2 separate regions of the Zea mays genome follow, and region 1 is linked to region 2. A link is a contact called in public Hi-C data. All regions are on one chromosome and are shown on one strand. The core of a region is the stretch at or near the end of the contact, and the rest is flanking DNA. Distances in the headings are between cores, read along the strand shown.

What was found. Hi-C and Micro-C count contacts between places; a contact is called where the count stands out from the background.
Region 1: a Hi-C map of ear shows a contact between it and region 2, with 1.7 times the contacts expected there. The contact joins the promoter of LOC100281334 here to the promoter of CNR7 in region 2. A contact is called at or near these places in 3 of 25 Hi-C or Micro-C datasets (ear, endosperm and leaf).

The regions. Positions count from the first base shown.
Region 1 is chr1:302,746,891-302,754,050 of Zm-B73-REFERENCE-NAM-5.0, forward strand. It overlaps LOC100281334, which reads left to right and starts at 3,430. Exons shown (of 4, transcript NM_001154252.2): 1 at 3,430-3,709; 2 at 3,803-3,854; 3 at 3,959-4,026; 4 at 4,282-4,876. The coding sequence starts at 3,554. The coding sequence ends at 4,758. It overlaps LOC100191998, which reads right to left. Exons shown (of 17, transcript NM_001137422.1): 15 at 6,912-6,986; 16 at 6,090-6,328; 17 at 5,551-5,866. The coding sequence ends at 5,737.
Region 2 is chr1:302,588,394-302,595,251 of Zm-B73-REFERENCE-NAM-5.0, forward strand. It overlaps CNR7 (Cell number regulator 7), which reads right to left and starts at 3,821. Exons shown (of 2, transcript NM_001157246.1): 1 at 3,571-3,821; 2 at 2,874-3,441. The coding sequence starts at 3,730. The coding sequence ends at 3,059.

The DNA of each region.
Region 1 (7,160 bases), core at 2,180-4,679, 160 kb after region 2:
TCTCGTAGTGCAAATCTGAAAGCACCCTTGGACCTGCTTTTAGTGACTTTTCGGATGGAACTGTGAAAACATATATCGAAGAATTTTTAACGACTTTTAGTGATTTCTACCAAACGGTTTTTAGCTTTTTAACAACTTACAGCATACAGCAGCTTTTTCTACAGCTCACAGCCCACAGCAACTTTTTTCACAGCCACAGCCCAACCAAACAGACCCTTAAAATCACCTTGTTTTTGGAGGATGTATTTTTATATATAAAAAAGAAGTTAAATAAAGGTAATTTTTAAAAAATAAAATCGCAGTGGAGGCATCTATGGCTGGTCTAAGAGTAGCTCCATAGTTATGTAAATTTCAGTTCTCTAAATTACATATTTAAGGAGTTGTTAAATAACTTTGAGAATAAAAAATTATGGGTTCTTCAATAGCTCTTTAGATATAGGTTGTAGCTTTATTTTGAATCTATCCATGTCAAAAAAAGTCACGATGTTCTTTTAGGGTAGTTGATAAATGGTTATCAAATGTAGAGATAAAATCAGTTTAGATAAGTTGTAGCTAAATTTAGGAATTTTATTTAGAAAGCTATCGAGAGCAGTTTTTAGATTAACTATCTAAATTATTAATTTAAAGAGTCTTTAGAGCTACTGGAGTTGCTCTGACCGTCCACAGGAGTACTAGTTGGTAGTCTCAAGTCTCTCAGCTCTCAAGGCATTTTCTTTGACTGTGGTTTTCTTTTGTTCTTGCTTGCTTGTCAGGTAGCACGGCTGCTGAGACATTACTGTCAGGGTCTCACGGCTCAAGGAGTTACAAGTTCAACGCCGGTGCTGTTTTCTTAGCAGTGCTCGTAGCCATAGTAGATTCCTACCACATCTACACCTGGCTTATTTCTTGGCATGGAGAATTCCAAGAGAGCCGCCTAGATAGGCGTAAGGTGTAGTGGTGTACTCTGTCTCACGTGCGCTTTGCATTTTTAGAGTTCAAATTTTGTCATAAAAACTACATGGTAAACAAGACAAGCAAAGCAAGCAACCTGTAGATAGCCTTGGCAAGTGCAGGCATTGGAACAGGGTATACCATCTCGCCTTCCATCTAAATCCCGATGATGAGCTAAGTCGAAAAACCGCTCAAATATCACCGGAATTCGTAAATCTTGAACGGTTTTTACTTCAAATTTAAAAAAATGAAATTTGCTATTCTCGGGCGGTATTCGATGAATCCCAAGCGCTTTTTGGTGATTTACCACCGATAAATGCTGATTAGTTTTGAAAAAAAAATATGACATACTTTATAGGATTTTTTTCCCATTTTTATAGATTTTTTGAAACTCAAAATTTTAAACGAATTTTCTGATAATATCGTCGGGGTCTATTTTCGTTTAGTACCGCACGCTAATGAGAAATTTTAATAGTAACCAACTGTTACCGTGCGGGATTTGAAACCATGCATTGGAGCAGCCGTGGGAAGTGCAGCGCAGGAAGAAGGAACAACTCCGATGATGAGGGATATTTGTTTTTTTTTTAGTTAGAGAATGTGTATCATGGCTTTGTTCCACTCTAGAGTAGATTTACTCCAAAATTCTTAATGAAACAGTTCTGCTCAAAAGTCTAGATTTATTTCTTATAATCAGTGACAACATAGATAAATATATTTATACTTTATATCTACATTGTCTTTAAAGAATTTCAGAGCACTAAAAGAACTAAAAGAGGTACTCTAAAAATTATACTACATGTTGTAGTAGGGTTCTTGTTTGACTGTCTATTGTCAGCTTGTCTTCAAGTTTTGCTCTAGAAATCATTCCAAACATCCCCTTAGTTAATTAATTAGTTATAAAAAACTTAAAAAAATCAATGCCTCATTTATTTGAGAAATCTGCAACTCTAAATATCTTTTTAATAAAAAATTCTCAACTACAGATTCGTAGACCTATGTATAGCATTTTTACCATTTTTAACTTCTCTCCCCATCTACTCGTAGATAACCTTATTTTAATAGCCATAATGTCTAAGAACCTATTACCATAATCAGAAGTGTCATGTAGGAAAGACAACATTAGTTACTATCCATGAGAAAATACCACTACAAAGAGTACCTACTATTACAACAAACTAGTACAATATCAGTGCATTAAGACGACACAATTGTTATATTCTGCACAATAAACAATGCAAATTGTATATACTTTTTTGACTAAAACATTGAGTAGATGGCCACCTTAGGATCAACTACTTAATTTGTACCAAACCAACCAATTCAAAAGTTAGCTACCCTAAGATTATCTCCAACAGATCGTGTATATAATTGTGCAAAACACTATTTTTCACTAAAGAATATAGACCAGACTGTTCACAGAGTGAAATTTGAAATATGAGATAGAATGAGAGATATGATGGGTAAGGTTTGGAGACAACCTAAGAATGATACTAATTATGATTGATGCCAAAATTTGTCAAGCAATTGCTACCATGGCGGTATACGTATATCAGGCCTGTTTGGTTCACTGCCTAACTTGCCACACTTTGTAACTTTTCTGCCTAAGTTTAGTTCTTCAATTCGAACACCTAACCTTAGTCAAAGTGTGACGTAGTTAGCCACGAACCAAACAGGTCCATCATCCATTTGTTGTCGTGATTTGGTATCAAAGTCTACTGTGTGACTCTTTCGCAAGAGGGACTATGGTGAAAACTAGAAAAACCGGTGATTGCGGGTTAGATTAGAAAGAAATATAATAACTTTTTTTTTTAAAAAAAAGGAACGACGGTGGATATCAGAAAAGCTGATGTTTTATAGGAGCAAAGATTTCTGCGTGGAATAATCGACCCTTTCCATTCTAGAAAGAACATGATTACAGAATAAATTTATTTATGTATAAAAAAACTATTTACTATAGCAAATAAGCACAGTACTAGATTCATTGCAAAATATATCCCTATAGTATTTCTATTTGGAGCCATTCATGTTGTTGACAGTGTTTTAGTATTTCTATTTATAGCCATTCATTATAAAAATATTTATATTTAGAATCGTTTGACTTTGGCTACAGCTAGAATTTAATCTCTTCGGAAATGAAAGGAGGTGGTGGTAGATGATTAATCGAAAAAACACCCAACTGAATTGCATCTCTTTGGGTTGGAAACGGCTGCCCCCGCAATCCCCGCAGACCCGGCGTATGGATCCAAACCCAACTCAACCGCACGCATTTCTCTTTCGTCGCACTCGCACGCACGCACGCACGGCGTCCCAAGCCAAGCAACCGCCCGCGGCCCCGTGCCGAGTACACCCGATCCGATCCTCCTACTCGCTTGCTGTTGCTAGGTCATGGCCACGACCACGCACGGCGCGCGTACGTGACGTGCATGCGCTCTCGCCCTCGACCGGTCACTATTACTGTCGCCGCCGTGCCACCACTGGGGTGGGGAGGAGCGGAGTTGTGGGGTTGCAAGTGTTGCCGCGCTGCTCGTGCACGGCCGGCACCCCCCGCCGATCGAGGATCGTCGTTGTTCTAGTCTAGCTACTAACCAGTCAGGCGGGCGGGCGGCCGATCGATCTAGCAACAATGGTGGGCGCTGGCGCGGCGACGGACGCGGCCAGGGCGCTGGCGGCACGGGAGGTGTGCGCTGCGTCGGCGGCGTTCGCGTCCTGCACGCACCGCCGCCGCCGCCGGTCGTCCCCGCGCGGCCCGCACTTCGTCGACTGGTACCTCGTCCTCTCCGTGAGCACCTCGTTCCACTCCCGCCGCCGCCGCCGCCTCCCTCCGATCCATTCACCCATTCTGACTCGTACCTGTTCGTGGCGCCGTGCGCAGATCGGCGAGGCCGCGTCGGAGGACGCCGTGCGGAGGCGGTACCGGCAGCTCGGTGAGCACGCGATCTCGCCGCGCCGTTCACGCAGATGGACGTCTGATTCGTTTTTGCTAACAGCTTATGTTTGGTTCCGTGGTTTTGGACGCACACGCACGCAGCGCTGCAGCTGCACCCGGACAAGAACAGGCACCCCAAGGCGGAGGTCGCGTTCAAGATCGTCTCCGAGGTACGGCGGACCACCCGCGTTCCTGCATTGCCGTCCCCTCCTCAATCAGACTCCTCTTGTTCGAACCACAAAGTCAATTCTTTCTTAAAATGTATCCAAATCTAAGGATATTTATTTGATAATACAGTATTGTATTTTTTTTGAAATAGTAGAATACATGGTCAATTATCGCCATACCATTCAGAATCACATATGTTACTACCACCACCCCCTAGCATTTAACAGCAGTTGTCATTCATAACTCATCTCACGCAGGCGCACGCGTGCCTGACGGACCAGGCGAGGCGGCGGGCCTTCGACCTGGAGCGGCGGGGCAGCTTCTGCGCCGCGTGCCACGACCGCTACGCCGCCAGGTGGTCCCAGCCGGCGTCCGGCCACCAGGCGCCGGCGCCGGCGGCGTCCAGGAGCAAGGCGGCGCGGGAGACGATCCAGAGCCGGCTGCGGGACGAGTGCCGGGTCATCGACGGCTGCCTGCGGGCCAACGACGCCGCGGCCTGCGCGCGCCGCCGCCAGTCGTTCCCGCTCTTCGATCCCTCTGACGGCCGTCGCTTCCCAGACTACCCGCACGTCCGCCCGCCGCCGTTTGAGCTCCGGCACTCCGAGGACTGGCTTGGCCGCGCAGCAGTGGATCGGCAAGCCCTGAACCGGAGGTGGTGCAGGGGCGGCGGCGAGTCGCCAGTGTACCAGATCAGGACGGTGGCGACAGAGTGCACCGATAGGCGTGCATGGTGAACTCGGCACGCCATCAGCAATCAGCATATGAGCAGCAGAGCTCTCTCTCTCTAGTTTTTCAGCTCGAAAAGGAAAGGATGTACCGAACAATCTTTAGATCAGAAATTCTCCTTAGGATACAGAACAAGCAAGAAAAGTATGGCATCCTTCACTTGTTGGCATGAACAGATTATCTGGTCATCACCACCTTATTGCTCATAAAAATAGATCAATGTTAGTTACTTCAGGGCAGAATATCTGATTTCTTAGGTTAGCAGGTTAAATAGATCAACATTAATAATTTATCATATATTATAACAACATTTAGAAATAGCATCATAATTCGCAAATGTATCAGATCTAAACAAAGTTTTAAAAACCGTCATCGTTTTTCCATTTAATTCATTAATTCGGCTTTCAGCAAACAGAGTCGAGAACAATTGAGTGCAAGTTTAATAATAGAACCAATGGCTAGCTGAGTATGATTGTAGCCTGCCATTTAGTTAAGAGAACATATCTGATGCACATAATCTGTATAGAAGTTAGCTCTTTATTAGTATTAATAATGTAGGACCCCTCTCGTAATGCTTCTTGTGTCCAAGCAAGCTCTCATGTTTCTTAGTTGACCGTAAGTTAACTGCTCGCTTCTCCTCTTCTCATATCTCTCTTCCACTTCAACGTTTAGTGAGCTTACAAGAACCTCGGATTTTTTTAAAAAAAAACAAGAGTAAAATAATTTTTGGCCTTCCAAAGCAGGACAAGAACACAAATCTCCTAAAAAAATTTATAGATAAAAAGGAGCATTCCGAGTTTAAAACAAAATAACGTATCCGATTCACCATATATCCAGGGTATGTGTACAACGGACTGGCGTACACACGAACGAGTGATTTAACAATTTTTATCGGCAGAACGAGCTTCAAAAAACCTATCCGTATCCCTTAAACAAGGGATGGTCCTCGAGTCATTTACTGGCGCAAAAAGGCCCCCGCGCACGAGTCATTTTTGAACAACCTTAGGGTCTGGCACTTTAAGGATGCCAGCATCAACCAGCGGCTGCAACTCAGGTTTTGCAAGATCCTTGACCTCCGTACTTGGCGACTCCAGGAAACTCGCAACCACCTTCGAACTGCAGCCAGACGTCCAAAAAATAATTTGCTATCAGGGAGAGATCCTATAACAGCATGTAATCTATGCAGGTGCGGAATATGATGAATCGTTACAAGTTCACAATCAACAATAGAAAAAGGGTTAAAGAAGCCATAACTACACAAACATGCCACAGATGCAAGAGTTTTGGAAGCACGAGTACATGGCGACATGGCATCATATTGAGAAGTAAAGCATAGTACCTGTGTCCTTCAGCCCATATCTTGCACTTCCCCTGAAGAGCCTTTCTCCAGAGAGTGACTGCAAACGCTGGGCAATCGATTACCATTCTTCTGATTACACGGCTGGAAAAGAAGTTTTCAAATGCATGTTCCGTATCTTCAGTCTTCGGTTGGGCCGCATCAGACGCTATTGCATCGTGCAACATGTGGATCCTATCGGTGAGGCCATCCAGAACGTTGTCTTTACCACCAACAGCCATCTTCATGTTTCAAAATAGCACCACGCCATTCAAGTCAGGATAGTCGTGAAATTTTTACAAATGATAACAAGAAAAAGGAACTATATATGTCTGTATGGAGCATTATGTACATAGTTATTCTTCTCATCGACTCAACACTTCAAGAAACTAGGAACATACAAATTTATATATGTTAGATAGAGAATCAATAGCCAAATAAACATAACGGTCCACAAAATTCATTTTTCGATCCAATTTTTCTACTTAAATATAACTTTAATTTGGAATGGACTATGGTCATTATTAGAAAAAAAATGGTTATCTTTCAAAACCAATGCTACAAGGAATTTTGGCCTTCTACATTAAAATTACAAGGCATGAACAATGAGCAATTGTCATTATTGAGTAAAAAACGGTTACTATACAAATCGATGTTGTAAGGAATAGCTTTGGTGGAAAATTACGACAAAAAGGTTTACGCCATACTAAGGACAAATTGAATATAGAGGCCATGATGGAAAAAAGAGTTGCACATGGAAAAAAAACTAAAACAGTAAAGGGCAGGTGTCTCATCTCCATGGATCCATAGATAACAGCAGATTACCTCATACAATACTTCTTTGCCAAAATTTGTTCGAAGTAATTCTCCAACATTTTCAATGCATGACTGAACGAGAGCCTACAAACAAATTAAAAATATATATTAGGAGGACAATCCAATCGTTTAACTGCATGAGATGCTTATAAGGAGGATACTATGTTTTTGTTTACTCCAGGTGCTTGAAGTGTACTACTAGCAAGTTAGTTGAGCTTATTTAAGAATCCGTTTGTATTGTTGGGACTAACTTTTATA
Region 2 (6,858 bases), core at 2,571-5,070:
CGTCGGCCGAATGGAGCCCGACGAAAATAAACACCGTATATTCGTCGGCCGAGCGGAGACCGACGAAAATACAGATTATTTTCGTCGGTTTAGAGGCCGACGAAAATAACTTTCGTATTTTCGTCGGCAAGCTGACGAAAATACAGCCTGACCCACGAAAATAGACCTTATTTTCGTCGGTCCCAAAGGCCGACGAAAATAACCTTATATTTTCGTGGGCCGGCCGACGAAAATATATCGGCCTACGAAAATTTAGGCGTTTCCTGTAGTGGATGCTATAGTCTCTAGGAGAGCATACAGATAGAGCTCACAAAAGGGAGGCGGTAGCATCATGCTGAACGTGCTGATCAGAGATGGTTTGAAGCCAAGTAGGTTGCAAAACAGATAACGCAAACAGTTGGTCAGGGGATATTCGAGAGAGAGCAACGACCACTTTTTTTTTTATAAGACAGGAGGGGCGAGCCCCTACTGAAATTTTATTAAAACTTTAAAACGACAGAGTTAGTAGCATACAGGAAGATATATTACAGAAGGTTATAATCGGTGGTTTTCTACTGCCAATGTTGAAGCCATTCAGGGATTGCCGAATCGAATCTGCCTTTAGCTCTATGAGTGACCAGGTGTAATTCTTTTGTGAACTCATTTTTAAATTATTGCACTGTTGGGTCTTTGTCCTGAAAAAGCCAGGCATTATGGCACTTCCAAATGCTCCAAGTCATGAGAATGACGATTTTCATAGAGAAGGGAATATTGAGCTGCTGTTCTAGATTTGCTGCAGCATCCACATGATTAGTAATTCTTGGGGGCGTCAAACCAATTGAATTCCAGCAGGCCTTCGCGAAGTTACATCTGAGGAAAAGATGATAAAGAGTTTCCTCCTTTTGCCAGATACAGTTCTCACATGTGTAAGACTCAAGAGTGGTAAGCCTCTAATCGTCCAGGTGGACCAAGCTGCGATGATCAGTGCGAATTATGAACTCACCCCCAATTAAGTAGGAACACCAATGATCTACTGCCATGAGAACAGCTAACACTCTTTCTCTTAGTGGAAAGACCCAGATGATGCGGGCTTATTAAGGCTTTACTTACAAAGGCCAAAGGGTGCTCTGACTGATGAAGGACCGCACAAATTCCTTCTCTCTCCCTCTCTCTTTCTCTCTCCCTCTCTCTCTCACTGGTTTCTTTTTTTTTTGGCGTAATAAGTCATTGTATCAGTCAGTCAATGGCTTTAAGTACCTTTCTTCTTCTTATCGTCTGTGGAATACGTACTTATTATCTACTGAAGGACAAAATTAAGAGGCACACTAGTACATCATTATTATCTGCCTTTTCCAATGCAAGCGACGGCAGCAATAATTCGAGCCCCAAGTTGCTCATAGAGTACTCGTCTCGTCTCCAACCGCAGAATGGCCACCAGGATGTGGACTTTCATGGAACCATGCATACATACATACACTTGCAGCTTAGGCCATGTTTAGGAACACAGTTTTTTCAAACTACAGTTTTTCAAATACTAAAGTATACTTTAGTCATGACATTACTATAGTTTACAATGCTTCAGTTTTCGAATACAACAGTATCCAATACATCAAAGTATTTGAGAAAAACTTTGGTTAAGACCAATCAGCCAGAGCGGCACCAAGCTGACGCTCTCTTTACAGAGAAAAAACTTTGACTGAGACCAAAGTTTCCAAAACTGCAAAACAAGTGCAGTATTTACAATACTACAGTTTAGTATACAGAGATTTCAGATGAGTTTCCAAACACCTCAAAGTATATAATACCATAGTATTGCTCAATACTACAGTATTGCTTCAATACTGCAGAAAAACTTTGTTGCCAAACACCCCTTATCAGTAGACACGATGCAATTTGAGTCGTATAATAATCGCAAGCTGTTAAGTTTCTGTACTGATCTCCCCTAAACTAAACTAGTAGGCAGAGCGCCTGCTCACCAGCACTCACCACATGACGACAGAGCGGCATCACCGATCGAGATGGCTACCGAACAAGTAGGCAGCTGCCGTCTACATATCTGCTTCACATTTCATAAGAAACGACTATTATTTGCATCATTTGTTATGAAGGAAATCACGCTAATATAGCTTCAGATGTATTCAGCCAGCAGCAGGCAAAAGTTAAGATCCTTCTTTTATGTTTGAAAACCAAATTTAACCGGAGGACACTCAAAACTAATTAATCGGATGAAGTCTGACTTTTAAGACGTTCTAGGACAAGGATGTGTGGTAGTATGGCCGTTGCATACATCTTCGAGCCACAGTAATAAGTCGTCTAGTTATAGAGTGTTTGGTTTAAGGAATCAAACCATCCAAATTGAGGTGGTGCATCATGAGTTCATTCCTCAAATTTGGTGGAATGACTCAATTCCTCATATTAGTACTAACTAACTAACTATAAGGAATGAGGTGGTGATGGATCAACTCATTCTATTCCACAAACCAAACAAAAATAGTGAGGAGTGAGAAGATGATAGACTAGTTCATTCCTCAAACCAAACACCCCATTAGTTGACCGTACAACGAGTCGTGTGTATGAGGGTTACATCGGCATACAACATGCATATATACTACGACATGTTTGCTATTAAAACAAACATATGTTTAGTTTATTATGAGATGTTTGGTTTCTAGAGACTAATTTTTAATCTCTTCATTTTAACCTCTAAATTGTCAATCTAGAAACTAAAATAGAGTTTTAATTCTCGTATTCAGCAATTTAAGGACTAAAATATAATAAATGGAAGGACTAAAAATTAGCCTTTATAAACTAAACATCTCCCATTAATTGCTACTTATTAGTTCTAAGAAAAAAGAAAAAGGAAAAGAGAAAAGCACTAGAAAAAAAAATTCAGATTCAAGGAAAATGGTTTTCATTCGGATAGTGAGCAGACAGAAAGGACTTGAACGTGAAATATCTTGAAACACATGGGCATGCCGGTCCCTGACATTACATATCACAAGTATACCCGTACGTACGCGATGATCTGGCTGACACAACACAACAACATATGAGTTTACCGATGGAGCTGGTAGCGTAATTAGCGGCCCATCCCCTGCGCCGTCGGCGGGTACATCGTCATGCCGGCGCCGGCGTTATTATTGGCCGCCTTCTGGGCGTTGACGTCCCAGCCGAGCGCGGGGTCCAAGCCGCGTGCCCTGAGCTCCCTGTACTGCTGGCAGAGCGCGCACGGCTCGCAGCAGAAGTGGACGCAGCAGTCGCAGCAGCCGACGTCGGGGAGCCCCAGCTGCGCGCGCATCTTGGAGCGGTACGTGCAGGAGTAGATCCAGTGGCACTGGAACCCCGTGAAGCAGGCCAGCAGCGTGTAGATGGCCCCCGCGGCCGCGCACGACGTCGCGCCGCGGTCCACGACCTCCGCGATCCGCCCGAACGTCACGCACGGGCACCAGCACGTCATGCAGCCTAATAACGTTGCAGCAGGGCGGAGCAACAGCAACGGTTAGCAATTTAGCATGCATATGCTGATCTGCATGTACGAAGGAAATAATACAAGCTACGAACGACTCGCTAGCTAGCTAGGGTGGTGCTTACAGAGGCCGCAGTCGTCGAAGCAGGCGCAGAGGCCCGAGGACCACTGGCTGGCCGCGACGGCGGGGCCGGGGCTGCTGATGGGGATGCCGGTCACCGGCGGCGCCGCCATCCCGGTTACCGGCTCGCTGGCGGTCGCGACGGTGGGCTTGGCCGGATACATTCTTCTTCTTCTTCCTCCTCCTCCTCCTCCTTCTCTTCTTCGCGCGCACACTGAGACGGTCGGCTCTCGCGTTCACCTTGCCGACAGGAATGAGAGAGCTGGGCAGCGGCGGGTGCTCTTTACATAGGCGGGGCTGGGATGGGACGACCGGGTCCAATCCCAACCCAAAGGCGCGTCGCTGGCTCGCTGGTTACGCCTCGTTGACCGACTCAGCAGCGGCGACGCCCAGCGCGGGGTCTTCGCCAAGACTCCGCAGCTCTGCAGCCAACTCGGCGGCGGGGCTCACCGCGCACGGCACGGGCATGCATGTGCTCTTGGCGGATGCACTAGGGTGGGGCCCAGCTAGCGTTTGGCCTCCCACCACTTGTCACTTGAGTAACGTAGGGTTTGGTGATCGGGATGAAGTAGCTCCATGCCAGCGGTTTCATCCGAGAGATTTTAGAGAGCTGGATGATTGGAACTGAATTTTCCTTTTTAAAGTCACTCTATCCAATCCGAGATATGCTCCATCCCACTATACTTCAGATTCAAATACTACCTAACCTAACAGTCGTTAGTTGTCCCTCCTGTCTCTTCCATTATTTCTTAGCGTTCCACTCTGGAGAGATTATTTTGTCTATTTTGTATTCATGCATACAGCCAAAGACACACGCATTATTACGGTCCTTTTTTTCCCCAAAATAATGCAAACGAGATAGGAAGAGACATGGCAAATTATCTATTTTGTTTTATTCATAACCAAAGACACGCACACAATATTATAGTCCTTTTTTGCAACAATGCAAGCTACTCCCACAGCTCCTAAGTAATTCCCATTAAATTAACCCTTTAGGGCTGGTTTGGTGGACATAGAATTGGAGGGGATCCATGGGGAGTAATCCCCTCCTTATTCAAATTTGAATAGAGCGGGGATTCCTCCCACATAGATCCCCTCCAATTTCCTGTCCACCAAATCAGCTCTTAGAGTTGTCTTTAAGTCCAAATTTACGGCACCAAGTTCATAAGAAAACAACGTCAGAATTTATGACACTAAATTAGACTTAGGTTCATAAAAAAAATGCATTGTTGTAGTTTGTTCATTTGGGGATACAAACATTTTTTTTTTTTATAAATTCTGTTTTTTTAAATAGCTTAAGACAACTCTAAGGAATAATTCCTTTAGAGGCGGAGAAAGTGGAAGATGGCAAATAATCAAGATACAAGTTGCTCGTGTTTTGAGTTTTGACTATTCTAAGATTCTCCTTAAGAAAACGACATATTTGTGACCCACATAAGGTTGTCCCCCAACGGATTGGCCAAAATATGGATACCCATTTGATGGTTTGGGTCGTCGATGAATGAAGTGGGTGACCTACTTACTTTAGTGTCTCCAATGATGAACCTAAAATGGGTACTTGTCTCGGTGACCAATATATTACGTGGCAATGGGGAAATTTTCCCATTTCCCACATCTTGTTTGTCGCGCTCCCGTTCCAGAGGCTGGTCCTCATCGACGTGTGTCGGTGTCGCCAACAATGGGCATGGCGGCGAAACATAGGATGTAGGCTTGTGCTGGCATTGTTTGGCATTTCGGTATCCATGGAGGTAGCTCCATGACTGGATCTGCACCATGGTTAGGTAGAGAGCTATGATGCAGGGCTTTGATTCGTCGATGTCTTAGGTACAACAATAATCATAGATTTCTTCTTGCTTTGTTCTATTAATGAACTAGATGTGGATCTATTGTTGAAGTCCTTTCTTGGATACTCAGGTCCATAGGCATGCTAATGTGGTTCTTGCGCATTCAAGATCCAAGAGTTGTGCAATGACTCCAATACATAAGTGCAATATTCCCAAGTGATCAAAGTGCCTCTAGTGAGCAAAACAGTAAATAGGGCCTAGAGATAGCCATTCCTTAAGTGAATTGAGATGGAGCACTTGAATGAGCTGAAGCTAGAGTTGCATTATGATCTTGTGATCTGGAGCAAGGCTACCATTCATTGTAAAGCTAGCAAGAGCCTTCAAGTTGTGAAGCGCCTTGCGGAGACTCTGATCACTCGATTGAGAAAAGCGAAGGGACTCAAGTTTGATCTTTGTGATCACTTGAGTGAGGAAAGGGTTGAAAGAGACCCAGTCCTTAGGGGCCCCTCAACAGAGACGTAGGTTTTATTGTGAAACCGAACTCCGGTAAACAAACCGTCGTGTTCTTGTGTTGTTTTGTTTCCTCCTTTCCTCCCTATGTTATCTGACATTGATCTTCATCTCAATCATATATTGTTGCTCTGACACTTAATTTCTCACATACATAAGAGCAACATATTGCAAGTTGAACTTACCCTCACTCCGATTGACTTATACCTTGCCCTGACCTTAATATCGGGAACAAGTTTTGTTCTTAAGTGATAAATTTTAGGTTTCATCTATTCACCCCTATCAATGTTTCAAACTAGCAGTGACGAGTAAATTTGTGTATACGCGTTTTAGGCTCGGATGGTGTGCTTAGTGGACGCAAGGATTATACATGTTCGAGCAGAATGTCCCTACTCTAGTCTTCGATTGCTTGCGCTACCAGCACCTGGTTGCTTGTAGTAGGGGTTACAAGAAGGGGGGAGAGGGGAGGATCCCACATCTCTATGCGGCGTGTCTGTGGTTCTCTTTATCCTTGTGTCCTCGTGTCTCTATCGAGGTTGGTCCCTCCTTTTATAGACCAAGGAGGGGGTTATAGATGGCTTCTCCGCGTCGCTAGGGGGTTATAGATGGCTTTAGTCAAGTGCTTCGACAGTCATCCTGAATAGCGGTAGCCGCCGGGCCATGAGAGGAGCCACCCCCGGCAGAGGTAATTCTCGATCACACCCGCCAGCGTGACCCACGATCATGGAGAACTGACACTGTAGCAATGACCCCGACTGTCCTTTTATCCTGATCCTTCGGGATGCCCCATACCAAGCTTTGAGGGCCTCCAGGGGCACCTAGAGAAGGAAGGCAGGAAGGACATGACCAGCAGCAAACAGAGTCCTATGGTTACGCAAATAGAACCACAAGCCATGCCAACCCTTGTTGGATGAACATATTCACAACTGAATGTACCCCTCGCAGATGGATGGCCACACACCCGATTTGGGTCACCCTCTCCGGGGCGTCAGGCGTTG